4 separate regions of the Mus musculus genome follow, and regions 2, 3 and 4 are each linked to region 1. A link is a contact called in public promoter capture Hi-C data. All regions are on one chromosome and are shown on one strand. Each heading gives the region's core, a stretch centred on a gene start, on an enhancer-like site or on the middle of the called end of the contact. The rest is flanking DNA. Distances are from core to core; before and after follow the strand shown.

Region 1 (3,367 bases), core at 489-2,988:
TAGTAGTTCATGGAGCAAGAGTTCCCATCACCCTCCAGGAAGAAATGGGAAAGCAGGGATCAGGGCAAGCAATGTCAGCTAAAGACACACCCATGACCTACTTCTTCCCAGCGGGCCTCACCTACCTTTCATTTCCATGTAACAATGCTGTCATACTGTAATGGCTCTACTGAGAGCAATCCAGTTGTCTCTGAAGGTGCTATCATCGCAGAGAACACTTAAAAGTGCACTTTACTAATCATCTAGGGTGAAAGAATAATCCAATCAGCTAACAATCAAAACCAGCACCACAGCAAGTGGAACTTGCAAGCCAACTATATCCAATTCTATAAGGAAGGCTCCTTGGCTATAACAAAAGGCAGCCCAAAGTAGAGGGCACTTTCCAGGTATCCTGCTGGGCTGCCTGAAGGAAAGTATCAAAGACCTTAGAATCAGTCGCCATTGTTGTAAAATTGCCTTCTAAACAGGGCAGTAGCCCCTAAAAATAGAGCTTTTTCTGGTTATCGGTTTTTTGTTTTTTGTTTTTTTTTTGTTTTTTTTTTTTTTGTTGTTGTTTTTTAAACCATACCCCGTTGCTCTCCATTTGGGAGAGAATCCAAACTCCTGTCTGCAAGGTGCAGATGAGTTTGGGTCTTCGTTCCCCTCCAACTTTATCTTGTCACTTTCTCCTAGCTATACTCGCCATGCCCTATTCCTATTAACACCTCCACGCCCCAGTGTAGCCAGCCCCAGTGTAGCCAGACCACAACATCCTCTTTTCCTCTCCTCTCAGGGCCATCCCTTCTAAATCTGTCAAAATCAGTCACCATAGGCATGACTTTCTCACCCAGCTTCTTGTTCGTCCTATCCCACACAAAGTACACCTATTTAATATTGCTCAAAAAAATAAATAAATAAAAGTGAGAACTGAAGCAAATCTGTCCTTCAGGGCTTTAAAACGTTCGAGTGCGCTGTGTGTGTGTGTGTGTGTGTGTGTGTGTGTTGTGCGCGCGTTTTCACACTTTAAGAGTAGGGAGGAGAGATAAAGAGGCATCCTTGGCTATCCCTCAAATACTTAAACTTCCCTACTAGGTGTGCACGTCTAAACCCTGTGATGACAGTCTAAGTCATTCTCAAAAGGCCAAGTGGCTCCAGTCAGAGGCCAAGCCACCTAAGGAAACGGCTCACGTGACCTTTAACCCGCTGGCCTCCACCACCGGCCAGAGCGAGCCCACAAGGGCAAGAGCTGGGTCGCGCGGGCGGCTGCGCTCCGGCCGTTATGAGCCTCGCTCCTCGGGCAGCACGGCCCAAGCCATCCCGAGGGCGCACTCCGCCCGGTGCGGCCGTTCAAGCCAGCGAGTGTGCGTCGCCAGCGTCCTGCTAGCCCTGTTGCTCCCGCCACGCCGCCGGGGGCCCTCGATGAGTAAGGCCGGGATCCCCGTCACCCCGGGGTCACGACTAAGGGCCCAGTGGCTGCTAGCTGAGCTCGTCGGTACAGGCGGTTGGGTGCCAGGCACAGTTCTGGTTTACAGGAAAATGAAAGCCCATTTGTGTCATGCTGCTCGCCAACGAGGAGCTGGAAAATAAACCGGGGGCTTCAAATCCACCCCGGGCGGGCGAGCTCAGGGAAGCGCAGCCCGGGTACCCAGCGCCCTCCGGCCACTTCCGCCTCGCCCAGCCCGCGGGCAGGAGGAGGACTTCGCCAGCGGCTTCGGGAAGGCGGAAGGAGCTAGGGGTTGGGGCGGAGAGGGGAGCAGCGAGAACCGGAAGTGAGTGGCTAGCCGGGATCCCCGGAGCTCCTGGGTCCGGCGGCGCTCTAGCCGCCTCGTGCCGCCTCTATGCCCCCGTGCGTCTAGTCTATTTATTGTCGCGGGGGAAGCGGCGGCCGCCCTGTACCCGGAACAACAAAGCGAGAAACCGAGCTCGAGCCTTGGGGGGCTCCTAGCAACGGGCCTGGGCGGGAGTTCCATGGAGACTGGGGAGCGGACCCGTTTTATCTTCATCCTTGTCCTCCAGCTTCTTCTCCGCGTCCGACGCAACCAGCAGCAGCGCTGCCGCCGTGTCCTTTACGACCGCCCCGTCTTCCCACGGTAACCCCGTCGGCGGTCCGGGGATGGGGGTGCGGGGCCCGCGGGGCCTGGAGCTGCCGCGGGGCGTCTCCGCGCCGGTTGGGCTGCGGGGAAGCTGTGCGAGGCGGGGACCCGAGCACGGGAGCGCCGCGGGCCACCGGCTAGTGGAGAGGACGGGCCAAGCGGCTCGGGCATCCCAGTAGGGATAACGGGGTGGGGGTGGGGCGCGCCTGCCTCGCGGTGGAAGGCGGGCAGGGATGGACCGGGTTCTGGAGCCCGCTCCCGGGGGAAAGAGGGACCGTGACACTAAGCGAGGGGTCGGTGGCTTCTCGGAAAACTTGGAGCAGCTGCGCGAAGGCTCCCCTAAATAGCGGCGCCGGCGCCTCTCGCTTCTGGCACTTGCCGGGAGCCCCACTCTATAATAATAGTAGTGGCCGAATTAAGCTTCGGCAAGAAGGATCTGGAACGCGGGAAGATAGAAATGAATTGTGAATAGGGTTGAGCAGGGATGAGAGGTGGGAAGGTGGGGGGCGGTAATCGCTTCATAATCGTCTGGACGGGTCCTAGAAGTATATAAAATGGGAAATGACTGAAATAGAAAACACTCCCTTTGCTGAGCTAGCTGTGCATCTGCAGGCTCTGCCAGGGTGTACATTGCACCGAGTGTCAAGCTGCAGCCAGTCCACATCTGTGAGCTTTACTGCATCTGTCACCTGCAGAGCGAGACTGGCAGTGACTAGTGTGAGCTTGGCATACTTGTGGTTAAGAAGAATGGCTTAGAATTGCGACTTGTGTGTGAAGCCATAACAGATTCCCTTAGGTAATTGAAAAAGGGAAATGTAAATAAGGAGGGCATTCAATCTTCTGGCTAGAATTTGCAGTCTCTTTCCAAGTTTGAGAAAACAGCAGTCCGTTCAAATCAAGAAGTGACTTTTAGCACTGTCTGATTGAAAGAATTATTTAGGGTTTGGATACGCCCCGTGAAATATTCATCAGTTTGTGTTCTAAAGCCTTGCATCACAGACCACTGGTTTTATACTTTGCTAAACCATATTAGGTTGGGTGTGGTGGCACATGCCTGGGATCCCAGCCTCTGGGAGGCTGAGGCAGGAGAACGTGAGTCCAAGGCCTGCTTAGGGGTATAATAGTACGTGTCTCAAAAAACAAAACAAAACTGAACTTCCCATCAGTAAGTGAAGTATGTCTGTGGTCCGGAAAGGTTACGTTCTACGGTGATAACATTTTTATGGTCAGTAGGAGCAAGGCTTTTCATACAGTTGAAGATTAATGATGCAAACAGGATTGATAATCACATAGAC
Region 2 (3,367 bases), core at 565-3,064, 3.7 Mb after region 1:
AGGTTTCCTGAGGGTAGAGCCTGCATCTATTGTGGCTAGTTGCTGTGTTTGTCAAAGGAATTCCTAGGCCCTCTCCTGTGAGCTTTGGAGCAAGACTGTGTAGACTGTGTAGACTGTGGGCATGCACTTAAGCTTTCTAAACTTCACATAAAACCTTATGTGAGCCTGTAATAAATATGTCAGGAATTTAAATTGCTACACTGCTTAAGTGTCCGAAGCTGAAAACATCTGTAAAGAAGAAGACAAATACTGGCAGGTTTTAAATAGAAACGGAGTAGGGAAGGACCTGTGTGGGGAGTGGGGCTGGGGTAATGGCCATTAGACCTGTCCTGGGGTAGTGGCCAGTACTCTTGCTTCAAGCCTCTCATTACAAATAGAAAATGCTGTCCTCTAGCCCAGTCACTACTGGGGAAAGAAGCACATGTCTCTAGTTCAAACGGGCAATATACAGTCTGGCAACTTGGCAAACACACTTGAAGTCCCAGTGGCACTGAGTATTTCTATCTGGTTTGCGCTATTTTCTAGGAATCCTGCCAGGGGACCCTAGAGATACACACTCACACACACACACACACACACACACACACACACACACACACACACAGAGTAAATTAATCACACTAAACACTATTTAAAATAACATCAGGTCACTCCGCAGACCTCCCGTGGTCCCTCAAACAGATCCCGGCTCCTTTCCGGGAAGAGCCTCACACCCTGCACCCTAGCCCCAGCACAACCACCCAGAGAGCTCTGCTCAGCCCCTTGATGTATCAAATGTGGCTGACCCTTGAGGTCTTATCTCTAGACTGCCTGGAGGTTTCTTTGTCACAGAGTTTCAATGTCACCTTCTCAGAGTGGCCCTTCCTGGCCAGTGAATGAAGCCACCTCAGTTTCTAGTGTGTAGCTCTGCAGAGAGTATCCCCACCCCACCCCACCTCACCCCCATACACACTCCACTTTCTCCAGAAAGGTAAAAGCATTTTCGCTTCTTTCTGCAGAGCTCAAGCCCCTGTCTAAGTGAAGCGAAGCTTTCTCCCCTCTCAAGAAAGGCAAGTCGGGGATCAATCAGGGCATTGTGGAAGGCTATCCTCCATTGGCTTCATGGGGCGAACTAATTCTCAGGCCAGCCAAACAATACTTAAGAAAACAACTGTAGAAGGATCGGGGAAAGCCAGCAATAAACTTGAAGAAATTTCTAAACTTTAAAACGCTCCTTGGAACAGGGAAATAAAGGAGAAATGGAGGGTGTGTAGGAGTGGGGGTGGGGGAGGCGAATCTAATTCTCTCTGAAATTGACCTTGCCCCCCCCCACCCCCCGTAACTCAAAAACTGCAGGACCATGGGGTCTGATCTCACTCTGCACTGCATCCAACCTGAAGCTGACACATGGCTTGGAGAACCCTGCCGCTTTTTCTGTCAATTCCCTTCGGGACCCTGCGGAGGGCTCTTTCTGAAGTGCTCATCACGTGCACAGCCCAGACTTCAAAGCCAAGCTTCAAGCCTGAGGTCCTGTGTGTCTGGGTGGTTTTTTGGGTTTTCTCTCTAATTTCCCTTCCTTTTCACAGCTGATTTTCTTCAGAAAAGAAGCTATAAAAAAGAACCTATTGCATTTCCAGTTCCCATCACCGCGATTTCCACATGGATGTGACGTGGAAGGCAGCTTCCGAAATGCCCAGGTGACTCACGCGGGGACACCCCGGGGCGGGACCTAGGAGTTTCTCCGGGCGGGGCGGGCACGGCTTAGAGCGCCCTCTGCCGGTCGGCGGCGCGCCACGCGGGTCACGTGACTGGAATTTCCATCGGAAATCCCCCTGTTGGCAAAGCATACAACTGAAAGGCAAAAAAGGGAACTGCCCAGTCTGTAGTCTTCGGAGCCGGAGGCGGAGCGGTGAGCCAGGCCGCCGAAAGACGTGCACACCCCCTCAGCCAGCGAGCCCGATCGGGTGTCCATGGGGCTCCGCCTCGGCCCGACCCCCACCACGACCCGGACCACGATCCCGGGCTGCGGCGCGCGCCAGTGACGGCCGGCCGGCCACTTGGGCTCTGCGAGGGCTCCGCGCGGCCCCAAGAGGTGAGCGATGCTCCGGCTGCGGGGTGCACGGCTAGCAGAATGCGGGGGTCCTCGGTCAGTGGGGTGCACTGCCAGCCAGATTCGGGGTGCACGGCCAGCTCAGTGTGGAGCTGCCTTGCGCTGGCTTTGCAGGGATCCTGGAGTTGGGGTATTGTTGGCCGGAGTTGAGGTCCCGGTGCCAGGTGTTTAGGTTGACAGCCCGAAGTTTCTTCAGCCGACTAGTTAGCTAGCTATTCCTTTTCGATCCTGCAGGGTGACAGGAGCTGCAGCTGGCTGATGAATAGTCAGTCACCTTTTGGGTTCCTAGGTCGTGTGGTCGTGGGTGACACCCCCCCCCCACTTGGAAATCAAGTGCAGCGTGTTCATAGGCACGTAGACCTTGCAGAACCGCGTTGGGCTTTTTTCCCATATTGTGCACAACTGGCCCAACAGGGGATGGGTTTCTCAGAGGCCACCAAATCCAACTTGGAGACTTCGGTCAGCTAACCTTTCAGTGATCTGTGGGAGGAGGGTTGCGGGGCGGGAGGTGGAGGGGAGGGGCGTGCTTTGAGATTGCCACTAGGTCTCTAGTTGCCACAGTTTAAGAAGAGTATGCATGCAGAAATGATTCTCTGGCCTGCTTGTTGGGGACTCCACTTTAGGTGGCATGTAAGACTCCCTGCTGCAGCCCCGACTCCACACTGAGATAGTGTGTTGTCAGTCCGGGTCCGTTGTCCCACATCCTGCCACCTGGCCTCTCAGGAAAGCTGAGGTATTAAGAGCTCTTTTTGGAGCATGCTTTGTTTTCTCCTGGTCTCTGATCTTTCTTTGGAAAGCTAGTCTGGTCAAGTGGGGGCACCGTTTGGAGAACTGATCACAGTTAGTTAGCCTTCTGATGTCCCAGATTATTGAGCAACTGATCCGGTCTCCATTCTTATTGTCTGAGATGCTACTTGGATCTTTTGCAGTTCTTTGTATGGATTTGTTTTGTTTTGTTTTGCTTTGCTTTGCTTTTTTTGGAGGGGTACTTCCCAACAGTTGCCCGAGGTATCTGTTGATAAATAATACATAAGTTTCCACATCGCAGACAAAAAAAAAAATCTGTTCAGAGTGGAAAAATAAAACTGGGGGAAAGACTTTGATGAGTAAGTTCTATAGAATCTTATTGATCCTGTGACAAAAATTGGGAAATTTATCTGTAAGGCAGTGAGGTAACAAATATATTTTTAAAAGTTAAGGGTAATGTTGTAAATTTTTTTTACCCATAAAACATTACAATAATATGTCAGGAAAATTTATTCTCTAAATGTGGGGAAA
Region 3 (3,367 bases), core at 503-3,002, 3.6 Mb before region 1:
GATGAAAGTTCTGAGACCTAGAGAGGGAAGGAAGCGCACCCTCGTCTTGGGAAAGAGATCAGGGGAGGGGAAGGAAAGAAGGGGTTTCTCCCCCACTTCTCTGCGCCTCTGGGAAAGAGGAGAAAACTTAATCCCGGGGAAAAAAAGTGGGCAAGTGACTCGGAAGCGGCTGGAGGGGGAGTCTGTGGGCATCTCACTCTGAAGTAGTGAGTGCGAGTGCGAAAGAGGAACAAAAGAGCGAGAAAAGAGAAAGGAAAAAATGGGGGGAGGAGAGACTTGTATTTTTTCCTCCTTTGCGCGCACACGGGGAAGGGTGTGGGGGGCCGTGCGGAAGGGAGCGGGCCAAGGCGGCCGCGTTCGGCCGTCGCCCGCGCGCAGGCAGCGGGATGCGTGTGGGCCCCCTCCCCCCGCCCGGAGCTTGTCACTTTGGTCGCTTTTTTGACACCGGGTGCTGGGTGGCGGCGCTGGGGGGGGGGGGGGGAGCGCGGCACCGCGGGGCTGCGAGTCCGGGGCGGCGGTGGGGGGGAAACGCGGCGGAGCCGCAGCCTCCCCGGGGGCGCCGAGCGCGGTCGGCCTGAGCCTAAGGGGGGGAGGGGGCGGCTTCGGGAGGGGACCGCGGGCACGATCGGTGCGGCGGCGGGAGGACGCGAGCCCCGGCGCGCCGCCCCTGCGGCCCCCTCCGCCCGTGTGGCCTTTGTGCCGAGCGCGCACCGGGTGAGCGAGCGGGCGGGCGGGCGAGCGAGCGGGCGGGCGGGCGAGCGCGACAAGTCCAAGTACGGGAGACCGAGGCAGTGGGAAAAGAGGCCGGGCCACTTTGCTCGCCAGCCAGCTCGGCTGCGGAGAACCGACTGGTTGAATGTGGCAGAGGCGCGTCTCGCTGGCGCGGCCGTGTGTGTGTGTGTGTGTGTGTGTGTGTGTGTGTGTGTATGTGTGTGAGTGTGTATGTGTGTGTGTGTGTATGTGTGTGTGAGTGTGTGTCTCTGTGGCTGTGTGTGTCTGTGTATGTGTCGGTGAGTGTGTGTCGGTGTGAGTGTGAGCGCGCGCCGAGAGGCCTCCCTCCGCGACTCGCACCGCGCACACGCACCCGCACCCGCACGCACACCCGAGCCGCGGCGGGGCCGGCGGCCGAGAGTTTGCGTGTGTGCTCTCCCCGCTCGCCACCTCCCCGCTCCCCGCCGCCGACTGTGGGAGAATTTCCTAGAGATCGCCTCCAATTTCCGCCATTTTGGGAAAGTTGCACGGAAAAAAAAAAAGAAGAAGAAGAAGAAGAAAGAAATAAAGCCTCCGCTGGATTTTTTTTTTTTTTTTCCTCCTGCTGGAAGCAGGAAAGTGCTTTTAGGGAACGCGGCGGCGCGGGCTCGACACTGCCGTCCCCGCGGGGTGGAGGACGCGGGGCCGGGCCGGGCACCCGCACCGTCGCGGCGATCTTCTCCGCGCAGCGCCGCCGGTGCGGGCGCGGGCGTGCGAGCGAGGCGAGGCGAGGCGGTGGCGGGCTGCGGCGGGGGCCGTGGAGCCTGCAACTTGTTTACCGCCGCCCCGGGTGGCCGAGGCCGGCGGCCGGGGTCCGCCTCGCCACCCGTGCGTGCGCCGATCTGCGCTCATGGGCTACTGTCTGGTCCACGCTCGCGTCCTGGGCCCGGCGGGGCCGGCCTCGCGCAGCGGCGGCGGGGCGGGGGAAGTAGAGGCCGGCGGGGGTGGGGATCGGGAAGCGCAGGAGCGGAGGCATCCGCCGCGCGCCCCGCCAGCCAGCCAGCCGCCGGCCGGAGGAGGAGGCAAACTTGAGAGCGGCGGGGCCAGGGGCGCACTGGCGGAGGGAAAACTTTAATCGCCTTCTTGGGAGAATAGAAAAAGGGAAAAAGAGAAAAGGAAAAAAAAATCCAAAAGGCAAAAAAGTGCATGTGTGTGGGGGTTTCTAGGACCCGAACCTCACGATCGGATCTGATCCGATCACGGCCCACCGCGGGGCCGTGAGAGAAAGTTGACCAGCGTGGCGGCTTTCTTCGCGTCCGGCCGTGGTGTCTGTCTGTCCGTCCGCGCTCCGACCAAACGGGTGGGAGATCCAGCCGCACTGCCGGGTCGCGTGGGTCAGGGCTCTTGCCCCACCCTTCCACGGGGACACGAAGGTAAACTCGCTTTGGTTTTTCCTTCTCTGTCCTCCTGCAGCCACCGCCCAGCTTCCTTTTCCTCTCCTTTCCCCGCTGATTTATTTTTCTTCTTTTTTTTGTTTTTTTAGGGGGGGGGGACCCGAAAAACGGAGTCTCTTTCCTTATGCAACTTTCTCGGGCGCAGTTTGCTGGGCCCATCCCCCCCGCCTTCTGCATCCCTTGGCCCGCTCCTTTGCCACCTTGGGGCTACCGCCAAAAGCATGCATTTAAGATCATCCAAAGTGCCCAGGAACAAAAATAGATGTTAAAGAATTGTTCTAAGTTAAGGGAAACTGAGACGAGAAATAAGAAACCGGTTTGAGTGTGTGTGTGTGTGGGGGGGGGGGGGAGGTGCGTCGCCTGGGATGAGTGAGTTGAATTTTCATTTCAATTTTCGTAGGTGGTTGGTTATGATGCCTTTATTGGTGTGGGGAGCCCGGGAAGCTCTGTACTGGCTACCTCGGTTGCGTGGATTTTTGCGCAAGTTTTTAGAAAAACACTGACTCGAGTAGAGAGCCGGAAAGTTTCAAGTGCAGCAAAATAGTGAGCCTGCAAAACTGGCCAAGGGGGGACCTCTAGTGGTTAAACGCATCTTAAGTTCGAGAGACAAGACCAAAGTTTGGCCTTTACTTGTAGCTACATGCAGTCCGTTTAGACGTGGAAGTAATTAGAAGACCTGAGTTGCAGCCAGATGTGAGAAAGGATGCTAGTCCGAAATAGAAGTTTTGTAAATCAGAGAACAATGACGTCTAAGCTTGCGGACCCTGTGATTTCCATCCTTTCTTGCATACAGTAAGAAAACCAAAGCTTTTTATTCTGAGATTTGAGATTGACACTCCCTAGATAAGAAAGTTTGTCTTCTGTTTACCATCATCTGTACCTCCGTTTTTTTTTTTTTTTATTTCCCCTCTTACGACTCATAGCAGGTAGCTTAATTCGGAATGTTAAGGAAAAGTCAAAATGAAACCTGTGCTTAGCACTTTGCAAAAAACTGAAAAAAAAACAAACCTGAAATTAGCTTTTATATGAACTGATCATTTTGTATGTGTCTCTGATGCATATAATCTCAGGCTAACAAATTATTCAACAATTTACGTATAAACTTACATAATATATACTCATAAAATACATAGTATCTTCTCGTAACGGTGTAATTTTGATTCACTGAGTAAAAACATTTATTTCAGTATACTTTGTATAATTTACGATTTAAACCACTTTAT
Region 4 (3,367 bases), core at 571-3,070, 3.1 Mb after region 1:
CATACCACTTCATATCCCTGCAAGCACATTCTCTCTAAGCCTCTGGTTCTAAGCTACATCTCTCTGAAAAAGTCTTCCCAGAGTCCCCTGAATGAGGTTAGGTACCCAGTCTTGATTTCCAGCAGCCTGAAAGTAAATTCAATCTCTGATCACAGTGTACTTCAATGGACAACAGGGACAGGCGACTCCCCCTGGTAATTGCTGGCAGTGGGATGGTTAAGAATTTGTACTCTACCACCTAGTAAGTGGCTCCTACCACTTGGGCAGCCCCGTGTGCCTCACCATGGATGCAGATACCGGTGGCACTTTTAGTAGAGGTGACTGTAGAAATAGATCTGTTATGTGAAAATAGACAGTGCCCAGCATTCAGTAAGTCATAACTATAATTCATCTACCTAGCCCTTGGTACCATGTCTATCCTAAGGGATGTCTAAGGATTTGTTTGCTTAATTTTTTTCCATACATGCATCCTATATTTAATTTAAAATTTTAAATTATGAAAGCACAAGATTTTAATAAGACATTTTCATACATATTGCATACATACCATTATTGCTTCTGATTCATTCCTTAGTTGCTCCTGGCTCTCTGTTTCTGGTCACCTGCCTCCCCCAAGAGTCCTCTCTTCTACATTAATGTCCCATGAGTTTTATTACCCTGCTTTTGCTTGTTTTAAACTCTTCTTCCTCAAGATCTCTTCCTCCCCTCTCATGATTTCCTACACACACTTCTCTGGGGTTGATTTATCATAAGAAAACATGGTAATTGTCTTTTTTAATCTGGCTGTGTAACACAACTAACACTTTTTCTGATTCCACTGTTCTGCAATTATGATTTCATTTTTCTCTATAGCTCAGTGGAACTTCAGTTTGAACATGCACCTCATTTCCTTCATCTGACATCTAGGTGGTTACATCCTAGCTACTGTGAAAATCAGGTCAAGGCAGGATTGGAATCTGCACGCCTAACTGAAGCTCCTGGAAACCATAGGAGGGGTTCAGAGCTGGAACTCGCCTGAGAGTTAAAGAGGTCTCCCCATGCCTTCCAGCAGCTGGAGATTGGGAACTTCTCAGATACTTACGATTAGGGACTGGAAGGGCATGAAAAGTTTTATTGCTGTCTCTAGAGCTCTAATCATAAAGAGGAACTATTCCCAGCATATATGTCCTGGGAATATATAATCATTTGAAATCAAAGGCTCTGAGGATTTAAGCTACGAGAAGAACCCTTGCATCTCAACACTTAAACGCCAGACTAACAAACAAATCAGAATCTCTTAGTATCCGTTGGCACCCCTTTTCCTTCAGAGGATTCCGACTACAGATTGAAAATAAAGTCTGTAAGTCATACACACAATGCCAAACGCTGCCGTGGAAACTAACTGTAAAACAGACCACAGATTTGTGTTGTGTCGGCAAAGAAGAGGCGAAAGCGGCGTGTAAACCGCGGAGCCCCCGGGGCCCCTTGGGGCTGCCTTGCCCAGGGCGGCGCAGCAGGAACGCAGGGACTTCCCAGCCCGGCGCCTCCGGCCTGGCCTCCCGCCCCAGCCCGCAGCGGCTCGGAGAGATTACCCGAGGGAGGCTCAGGATCCTCAGTGCTCGTCAAAGCTCCACTCCCGACCTTCGCAGACAGCATCAGGACCACCAGCAGAATCATCCTGCCAGCTGCCGCCTGCGGGCCCATTCCTGCGCGAGGGACACCTCTGACAGGGGACCCGCGCTGCCCGTGGCCTGGCCTTGGCGTCACGTCCGCCGCAGACTAGTCGCCAAGTCCGCAAGCGGCCTGCCGGGGAGCTGGGTGGGGCCAAAACCAAAGCTTGAGAGACCAGCCTGGGACTGAGGGGCGTGGCTTAAGTGGGAGGCGGAGCCTCACGGGGCAAAGGGTTAAAAGGCAGCTCTTCAGGGGCGGACTCAGGGCGGGGGTCTAGCCAGAGAGGCGGGACCAATACGCAATCTCTTAGAGTTGATTGGAGGTTGGGAGTAGAGGTGGGATGTGAGGCGGGGTCTATACAAGGAGGCGTGTCTTGGCGGGTCTAAAGTGGACTAGGACATGGTTATAGGCGAGGTCTGGACTGGGGAGCCAGGCAGTGCGCTGCGTGGGCGGAGAAGTTTCACTAAGTTGGAGAAGGGGTGGACTAGCCTGAGGTTTGAAACTGTGGGCTCTTCTCTGTATTCAGGACCTGGACTGTGGATACGTTTGAAACTCTGACCGGAACCTTACCTTCTTCAGCCTGACACTACCTTCCTCAGTTCCTCATTCTGGTTATGTAGTAACCTGGGGTTGGAGATTTTTGCCTCAGTCCACAACCAGACACCATGCTTATCTCATCCCTCAGCATGAGGCGTGTTGGAGCCTGAGGTGTTAGAGAAGTTACAAAAATCCTTCTCCAGTTCCCACCAGTTTTGTCCGCGGAACTTAAACTTCTGGTTTTCAAGACAGTTTGTTCAGACTCCCACAACGCAAATCCAATGTGCTTGGCTAGCACTTTATTCTTAGCAAAAACAAACTACCACCACAAAAAGCACATGCCCATTTTAATGATGAAATGTCAAAGGGCGGATCACTAAGTAGTCTTTCATCAAGAGATCGTCCCTCTTGCCTCTCTGACCGCACCGGTTAGTTTAAATCTCTCTCATTCCCCTAAATTCACTTTAGTGACCTTGCACTTACTATAGACAACACTCTTGTGCTGCCTCACTCGCCTCAGCTCTCTTTTATCACCATGTCTGCAAGGAATTTGAATGCAACCCACTCTCCCCTTCTCTTTACTCCACTTTATTTTTAATAACACATTTGCACCCCCTCCTACAATATGCATATTGATTTGATTTTCTCTGCTTCCTAGAATGCAAGCTCTATACCGTAGAGAGAGATACTGGCATGACATTCTCTGAGTCTTCCAAGCAAAATGTTATGAAGACATTCTGCAGACTTGGAGTTACCAGCTAAGGCTTGTTATTTGTCTTGATTAATTAACGAATTAATTATGCTAATAGCCCAGCATTTCTCAGACTTTGACGTCAGGATAAATCTTGGTGACCTTGTGCAGGTTCAGATTCAGTACATATGATTCAGGTTAGACTTCAGTTTTCTGCATTTCTGAAAAAGGTACACAGCAAATGTCTCACCCTTGGTGCTACAGATGTGAGTACTTGGAATAAGAGTTTGGGTGTGCATCTGATATGCACCTCAAGAAAGGCATTTCTGGTCATTGTATGGCACAAGGATAAATTACTGTACTTTGCTGTTTAGGAATATAGAGTAGGAGAGACCGCACCATGCGGCTTGCAGATTTTGTTGTAGTTGAGACTCCATGTGCCCCAGGCTGGCTTACCAGGAAGCAGATTATGAAGTGATGGAAACAGTC

The links. Promoter capture Hi-C pulls out the DNA fragments that hold promoters and counts their contacts.
Region 2: a promoter capture Hi-C map of liver shows a contact between it and region 1, with 5 times the contacts expected there. The contact joins the promoter of Tnfaip3 here to the promoter of Tbpl1 in region 1. A contact is called at or near these places in 1 of 39 promoter capture datasets (liver) and 2 of 484 Hi-C or Micro-C datasets (B cells and pre-B cells).
Region 3: a promoter capture Hi-C map of liver shows a contact between it and region 1, with 4 times the contacts expected there. The contact joins the promoter of L3mbtl3 here to the promoter of Tbpl1 in region 1. A contact is called at or near these places in 3 of 39 promoter capture datasets (liver and pre-B cells).
Region 4: a promoter capture Hi-C map of liver shows a contact between it and region 1, with 5 times the contacts expected there. The contact joins the promoter of Ifngr1 here to the promoter of Tbpl1 in region 1. A contact is called at or near these places in 2 of 39 promoter capture datasets (liver and pre-B cells).

Annotation. Positions count from the first base shown.
Region 1 is chr10:22,729,818-22,733,184 of GRCm38.p6, reverse strand. Tbpl1 (TATA box binding protein-like 1) reads left to right here and starts at 1,738. Exons shown (of 7, transcript NM_011603.5): 1 at 1,738-2,069.
Region 2 is chr10:19,013,857-19,017,223 of GRCm38.p6, reverse strand. Tnfaip3 (tumor necrosis factor, alpha-induced protein 3) reads left to right here and starts at 1,814. Exons shown (of 9, transcript NM_009397.3): 1 at 1,814-2,071.
Region 3 is chr10:26,372,457-26,375,823 of GRCm38.p6, reverse strand. It overlaps L3mbtl3 (L3MBTL3 histone methyl-lysine binding protein), which reads left to right and starts at 1,752. Exons shown (of 22, transcript NM_001359254.1): 1 at 1,752-2,123.
Region 4 is chr10:19,590,402-19,593,768 of GRCm38.p6, reverse strand. Ifngr1 (interferon gamma receptor 1) reads right to left here and starts at 1,820. Exons shown (of 7, transcript NM_010511.3): 1 at 1,572-1,820. The coding sequence starts at 1,683.